2 separate regions of the Mus musculus genome follow, and region 1 is linked to region 2. The links are chromatin contacts, called in public HiChIP or PLAC-seq maps. All regions are on one chromosome and are shown on one strand. Each heading gives the region's core, a stretch centred on a gene start, on an enhancer-like site or on the middle of the called end of the contact. The rest is flanking DNA. Distances are from core to core; before and after follow the strand shown.

The links. HiChIP or PLAC-seq counts read pairs in DNA pulled down with a chosen protein or histone mark.
Region 1: an H3K27ac HiChIP or PLAC-seq map of embryonic stem cells shows a contact between it and region 2, with 42 read pairs. The contact joins two enhancer-like sites. A contact is called at or near these places in 6 of 15 datasets of contacts at CTCF or cohesin (CD8 T cells, the G1E-ER4 cell line, the NIH/3T3 cell line and 3 more), 83 of 484 Hi-C or Micro-C datasets (the AML12 cell line, the C2C12 cell line, CD4 single positive thymocytes and 52 more), 38 of 115 datasets of contacts at active chromatin or transcription factors (CD4 single positive thymocytes, DN3 thymocytes, the HPC-7 cell line and 27 more) and 2 of 9 other capture datasets (embryonic tail and embryonic trunk).

The regions. Positions count from the first base shown.
Region 1 is chr17:12,193,867-12,196,761 of GRCm38.p6, forward strand. All of the region lies in intron 2 of Agpat4 (1-acylglycerol-3-phosphate O-acyltransferase 4 (lysophosphatidic acid acyltransferase, delta)), which reads left to right. Among named protein-coding and RNA genes, the nearest start is that of Gm46605, 69 kb to the right of the region's middle. Within about 2 kb of position 1,470, at least 125 of the 459 cell types and tissues checked have an H3K27ac peak or open chromatin away from gene starts, as enhancers often do. A contact at or near this core is called in the N1E-115 cell line, embryonic stem cells, extraembryonic ectoderm and 2 more, where this site is marked.
Region 2 is chr17:12,046,471-12,049,430 of GRCm38.p6, forward strand. The region is part of intron 10 of Prkn (parkin RBR E3 ubiquitin protein ligase); the gene reads left to right. Among named protein-coding and RNA genes, the nearest start is that of Gm46604, 17 kb to the left of the region's middle. Within about 2 kb of position 1,296, at least 61 of the 459 cell types and tissues checked have an H3K27ac peak or open chromatin away from gene starts, as enhancers often do. A contact at or near this core is called in the N1E-115 cell line, embryonic stem cells, extraembryonic ectoderm and 2 more, where this site is marked.

The sequences.
Region 1 (2,895 bases), core at 220-2,719, 150 kb after region 2:
CACCTCATATCTTATCATACACACACACATACATATATGTATGTATATATATACATACACATATATGTATATATATACATACACACACACGTGTGTGTGTGTGTGTGTGTGTGTGTGTATTCTGAAGCCAAAAATTAGTGACTGTAGCCTGAAAACACAGATTTAGGTTACTCCATATGCCATGCTCCAATACAGTAATGATTTCATGAAAAAAAATTAAAATAGAATGTGTGTGTGTGTGCGCGTGTGTGGGGTGGTGATGTGCCTGCATGTATGAATGTGCGTTATGTGCATGCCGGGTACCTGCAGATTCTAGAGGAGAGTATCTGATCCCCAAGAACTTGAGCTATACATGGTTGTGAGCTGCCATGTGGGTGCCGGGAACTGAGTCTGGGACCTCAGCCAGTGTTCTTAACCACTGAGCCATCTCTCCGGCCGTCTTGTGAAACTTTAATAATAAACAAAGAAAACCGCATAGGACAAGATACTTTAAAATGCAACCATGGTAACATCAGGAGGGCAGGAAACAGTGCAGGGGAGAGACCCTTACCATAGGCTTCCGATGCTATCTGTGACATTGTTAGTCTTTAAGTCCTGAAGGCCAGGGGTCTGTTTGTACATTCCCCAAAGGATTTTAATTGGCAGTCACACACTGAGGAGGGTAGTAAATGGTTATCTAAGGAGTTAAAGACAGGCCAAGATAAATGGGCTCTGTACCTGCAACATTCCAGCTTTCTGCAATCACTGAAGTTTTGATCAGTCTTGTAGAATGCTTACCTTAAATGTAACTGCCTAGAAATGGACACTGGGCCCAGGTTCTTCTCTGTGGCTTATTTACTCTGTGTTCATTGTGATCATCAGTAAGAGTACCATAGAGAGCCTCAGTGTGGCAGGGAGATGCTCAAGGCTTTGAGGACATTGACAATAATAAACCTTTGGGTTACGAACTTTCATCTTTATGTGGTAGATAAGCCGAGCTCAGTTTGCCCAAGGTCCTTCCTGGCTGTTCCTCTGTCTTACCCTGCCTCCTCTAGTCTCCTCCTCTATACAGCCATGGCTTTTACATGTCCAGGATCTCGGAGGCTCACACTGGGCTCTGGGGGCCCTACCTGGGTTCAGCCTCAGTATGCTGGTGCCTTCATTATCGGGGTTGTGAGCATTGTCTCTTCTCTCTGTGAGTGGTATCGTCATTTACAAAATAGCTCTTCTAGGATGTCACATGCCTCCCTTCCCTCCTTCCTTTTTTTCCTTGTGTCTTATTTTCCCTACCCATAATTCCTTTAGGCTGAATGGCACAAAAGCAAATGAAACAAAACCAAATTCTTGGGCAGAGTTTAAAAGTTTCAACCTTCAATTCAAAGGCAATAGTTTGAGACTTTCTCCACCCCCCAACCCCATGATGTCATTTCCTGTAAACACACTCCTTCCTGGTATCGGGTGCCCGAGGACAGATCCAGGAATTTGAAGAATACATTAGCTGCAGGGAAGCAGGGCCAGGGCCTCACACCAGGTGCAACTGCTCTGTGTAGGGACAGCTGACACTCCCCTGTTCCTGGGAGCAGATGTGGGCAGCATTAGGGCCAACTGAAACATGAGAAAGGAGCTGGCAGCTTTGAGAATCGCTGCCGACTGCTCAGGGACCCAGAACGCCTCCCTAATCTTCCTGGTCTGGGCGCCCCTTCCTCATCCTCTAATTTCATAAGTGCTGACCTTTCTCTGTTGGTTTATTCTAAATTGAAGAGAAAGTGGCCTTCTGATAAAAGTAGGGGCTGCAAAACAAGGCCTGTGCAGTGTTAGGATGGATGAATACACAGTTACAGGCAGCCAACGCGGATGGATGTGTATCCCGATGCTTTGACCCCCTCGGAAGCTTGTGCATGTGGGCAGCGAGGCTCCGGGCTGCCTAGAGGCTCTTGATAAAGATCACCAGGCTGCAGCACCGGTCAGGTGACCCACAGGGGCCTGCAGAGCACAGTGCATTCCTGCCTTGGGGCTGGGCTGGGCTGGGCTGGGCGATTCAGGCCACAGAATCCAGGTCTGTTGGACAGGGAAGGACTTTTAACCTGGGAGGAGGAGGAAGAAGGCGGAGACGGAACCCAGGTTCCTTCCTGGACAGTGGAAGAGTTCTTTCCTTGTATAGTAACCAAAGTCCCGGGCTAGAGGCACAACTCTGGGGGTCCAGACATCTCAGGTTTAGTCTTGTCTGGGAGAAAGCAACCTCAAGTCATGTTGAAATGGTGGGAGAGGCTTGTCTTCATCCTTTTGACCTGTTGCGGTGCTAGCATGAGCTCTGGGAATTGATTAGGAGGATCCAGGGCAGAAGCCTGAGGCCTGCGCAACTGGACAACCTGGATCAGATGCTGCGAGGCCTCTCAGCTGGTTCTGCAAGGAGTGCACCCCGAGAGGTCTTATTGCTTGAAGGAATACTCTCACTCCCCTGAAATGGTTGCTCCTGACTGGGGTCATGGAGTGTGGTCTGTAAAACTCCATGTTCCTGGCATCTAAGGTGGCTCCAGGATTAGACACTGGCTAGAGACTTTCAGGCATTTTGAGAGGAGGGTGCTGCGTAGGATATTGTAAATGTGGACTGTGACATGTCAGTCATATCTATGCCTTCATCCTTGAAGGGATGAGATAGCTAAGGTACCATTGTATAGACAGATAGATACTCCTTCGGTGATGGACAGGCCTACCTCCAGAGTTAGGCAGGTCTGTCCCAACAATTTAAGACAAGGCAGTCAGACACAGAATGAAGGCTCGGGTACCAGGCTTTGATGCTGCCTTTAGTTGCCTGATGAGATGAGATTCTCCAGCAAAGGCAGCTTCTGAGTGCTGGGAGCATCATGAAATCATGGCCTACACTCTCCTCAAGCGAGATTTATTGGAAGGATGATG
Region 2 (2,960 bases), core at 46-2,545:
TAATCTGTCATCCTAGCTGCAAGTTTAAAAATATACTTTTTTTACATTTACTTACTTACTTAATTTTGTGTGTGCGAATGTTTTGCCTGACATATGCATTATATGCGTGCCTGTTACAAAGGAAGCCAGAAAAAAGTGCTGTCTCCTCTGGAACTGGATTGTAGATGGTTATGAACTATCATGTGAGTGCAGGGACTCAAACCAGGATCCTCTGGTGCTCTAAGCCGTTTCTCCAGCCCCTGAGTCTTTTCTAATGATTCTACCAGGAGAGAGATAGACAAATGGTTTAGGCATGACAAAGCAGAAATGCTTATTCCCAGTGAGAAGGTAGCTCTTGTCTTGGTTCTTCATGCTTGTATTTCTCAAATTTTGTATAATTCATGTGTATTTTGAGGTGAAGAAGTTTGGAACATTTTTTAAATATCAATCACAGTCTTGCAGCAACATCAGAAATACGAAGTTAAGAGTTTTAACTCATTATAGCCTGACTTTGTGCACTTACAAGACTGGTTTTTTAACCTGTTCAATGCAAATAAATACATATAATATAAGACAAGCAATATATAACAGCTCCTACTCTATAAAGGGGATTGCAGAAAATTTATTGTGAGTCACATATGAGTGGTCAAGGCCAGGAATGGCAATCCTGGGTGCCCTCTGTGACTTGTGCTGCTATAGAAAAGTCCGCATGTACCTTTCTAGTCGTAGGTCAAAAGTAGGTCATAGTGGCACTCCCCAGTGACCCCAGGCCTGGGGAAGTGTAGACAGGAGAATCGGGAGTACCAGGCCAGAGTTAGCTACGGAGTGAAGCCAATGTAGACTATGTGAGACCCTGTCTCAAAAACAAAAGAAAGAAATATGTGTGATGAGTCGTTTCATGGACCAGCTATGTTGGTAGAAACCTCAGATCGGCAAATTATGTTAATGTGGGAAGTCTCCGATACCATTTTCAAATGCTGTCTTACAATACGCTTAGCTCTGGGCTTGGTGAAAGTCAGTAGTCTGCTAAGAATACATTCCAAAGATTCTATCAATGTTACAGAGTTCAAATCTACGGAGGAAAGGCCACAGACTCAATTCAAGTTATAATTAAATGAATTTATTAATTACTGCCAGCGGGACCACAATCATAGTGAAGGTGCTCTGTGCACAGAGGAAAGAGCACAGTTACCTCGGTTCCTCCCCCAGACTCCCAATGCCCAGCTGAGTGAGAAACTGTGTTACTCTGTTCAGCTCAGCGTGAGGAGCTGTCCCTCCCATTCCCTGTTGCATACCAACAAGCAGGTTTTACAAAAGCTGGAGCAACCGGTAATGGTAATTCTCTCAGGAAGGTATTTACAATCCTGGGGAGGGGGCCGGGAGTCAAAGCTGCCAGGAACTCATCTTTTAGGAATTTAGAATGGGTGTGTAAAACAAAAAGGAGTTTTCTTTTAGCCATCACAACTAAATATTCATAAGTTGGGTCAGATACCGAGACCGACAACAGCCCAAGATCACTGCGGCTCTGAGTCTTCCATATTCTGTCTCTTTATAACCAAAAGGCTCTGATTAGCCTGTCAGCCTGCATAAACTCTACTATCACTGTGGCTTTGCGGGAGACCTTAAGTCCATATGTCTATAGCCAGTCACATATATTATGAAACTGTATAGGTAGCTTAATTTTTACACTATAATATATAACAGAGACACATGTGTACAGCCACCCACTTTGGGAAACAGGTTCATGCTCTCTCCTAGAACCCCAGTTCAAAACAACTAAGGGTGAATTTACTTTGTTCACAGTCTAAAGGGATGAAGTTTGCCGTCAGCTTCCTTTGTCCTTTCCCCATCTCTGCCCAGTCCAGGCCCTGGGCTCATGGGATGATATCATTCACATTCATCTTGGGCCTGCCTTCCTCAGCTAAACCTCCGTGGAAACACCCTTGTGTACATACTCAGGTGTATCTCCTAGGTGATTCTGAAGCCAGTCAAGTTGGCAGTGATGAACTGAACGGCTACTCAAATCACGGGGCCTTAGGACCACACCTGCCTCAGACTGACTGAAGACATGTTAAAGTTAAAATGCATGTCGGGTACCAGGTCTTGAAACAGTCCTCATCAGCCATGGCTTCATCACCGGCCTCCCATCTATAGGATGTGCCGGAGCTAAAGGAAGCTTGCAGGGACCTAGGATTCAGCAATCATGCTGACTCTGCTCTATTCTAACAAATCTCACAAGTCCCTTTTCCCTTCAGGATGTTAGCAGATGTTAACAGAAATGGGTTGACACCAGTGACCAGCCCTTGGCCATCTCACCTTGGTCCCAGCCACTACCATCATGGAAGCATCTCTTGTGCTCCCGTGTCTCATGGGTGTCCTATTCCAAATGACTGTCACTTACTCAGCTAAAACTGAGTCCCCTCCCGGTACCCAGGAACCAAGCCAAGGGCTGGAATTATAAGGATGACTCAAACATGACCTTGGTCCGCAAGGGCTCACTTTCTGCTGCAAAAACAGAAACATAAATATCAAGGTCCTTACAAACGCCGCAAAAGGCTGCAACTTAGAAATGAATACTGTTTCCTTCTTAGAGCTTCATTCTTAAAGACTGGGAGCTTTAACAACTAAAGGAGGATTGATCTTTGAAGTTTGACTCCTCTCATTTTCGGCCTCAATGGGAACCCAACCTCATTGTGAAAATGGGATGGGGGTTGCTAGTCACAGGGGAAGGGTGGGGGGGGGGCATGCTAAGCCTCAGCTTCTGATCATAGGCAACCAAGTACTTCTTATGTCACCTCTGCTGGCAGGGGACAGGCCCCAGCAGGGCGTGCCTCTCAAGCCCAGTGTCTCACTGCTGGAAACTTGCCAATGAGTATCTGTGCATGGGGCTGGCAGCCTTCAGGTCTGTAAGATTGTTGCATTTAGTTAGCACCAATGCTACCGAGTAGCCCTGGAAATATTTCTCTTTAACCATTATTCAG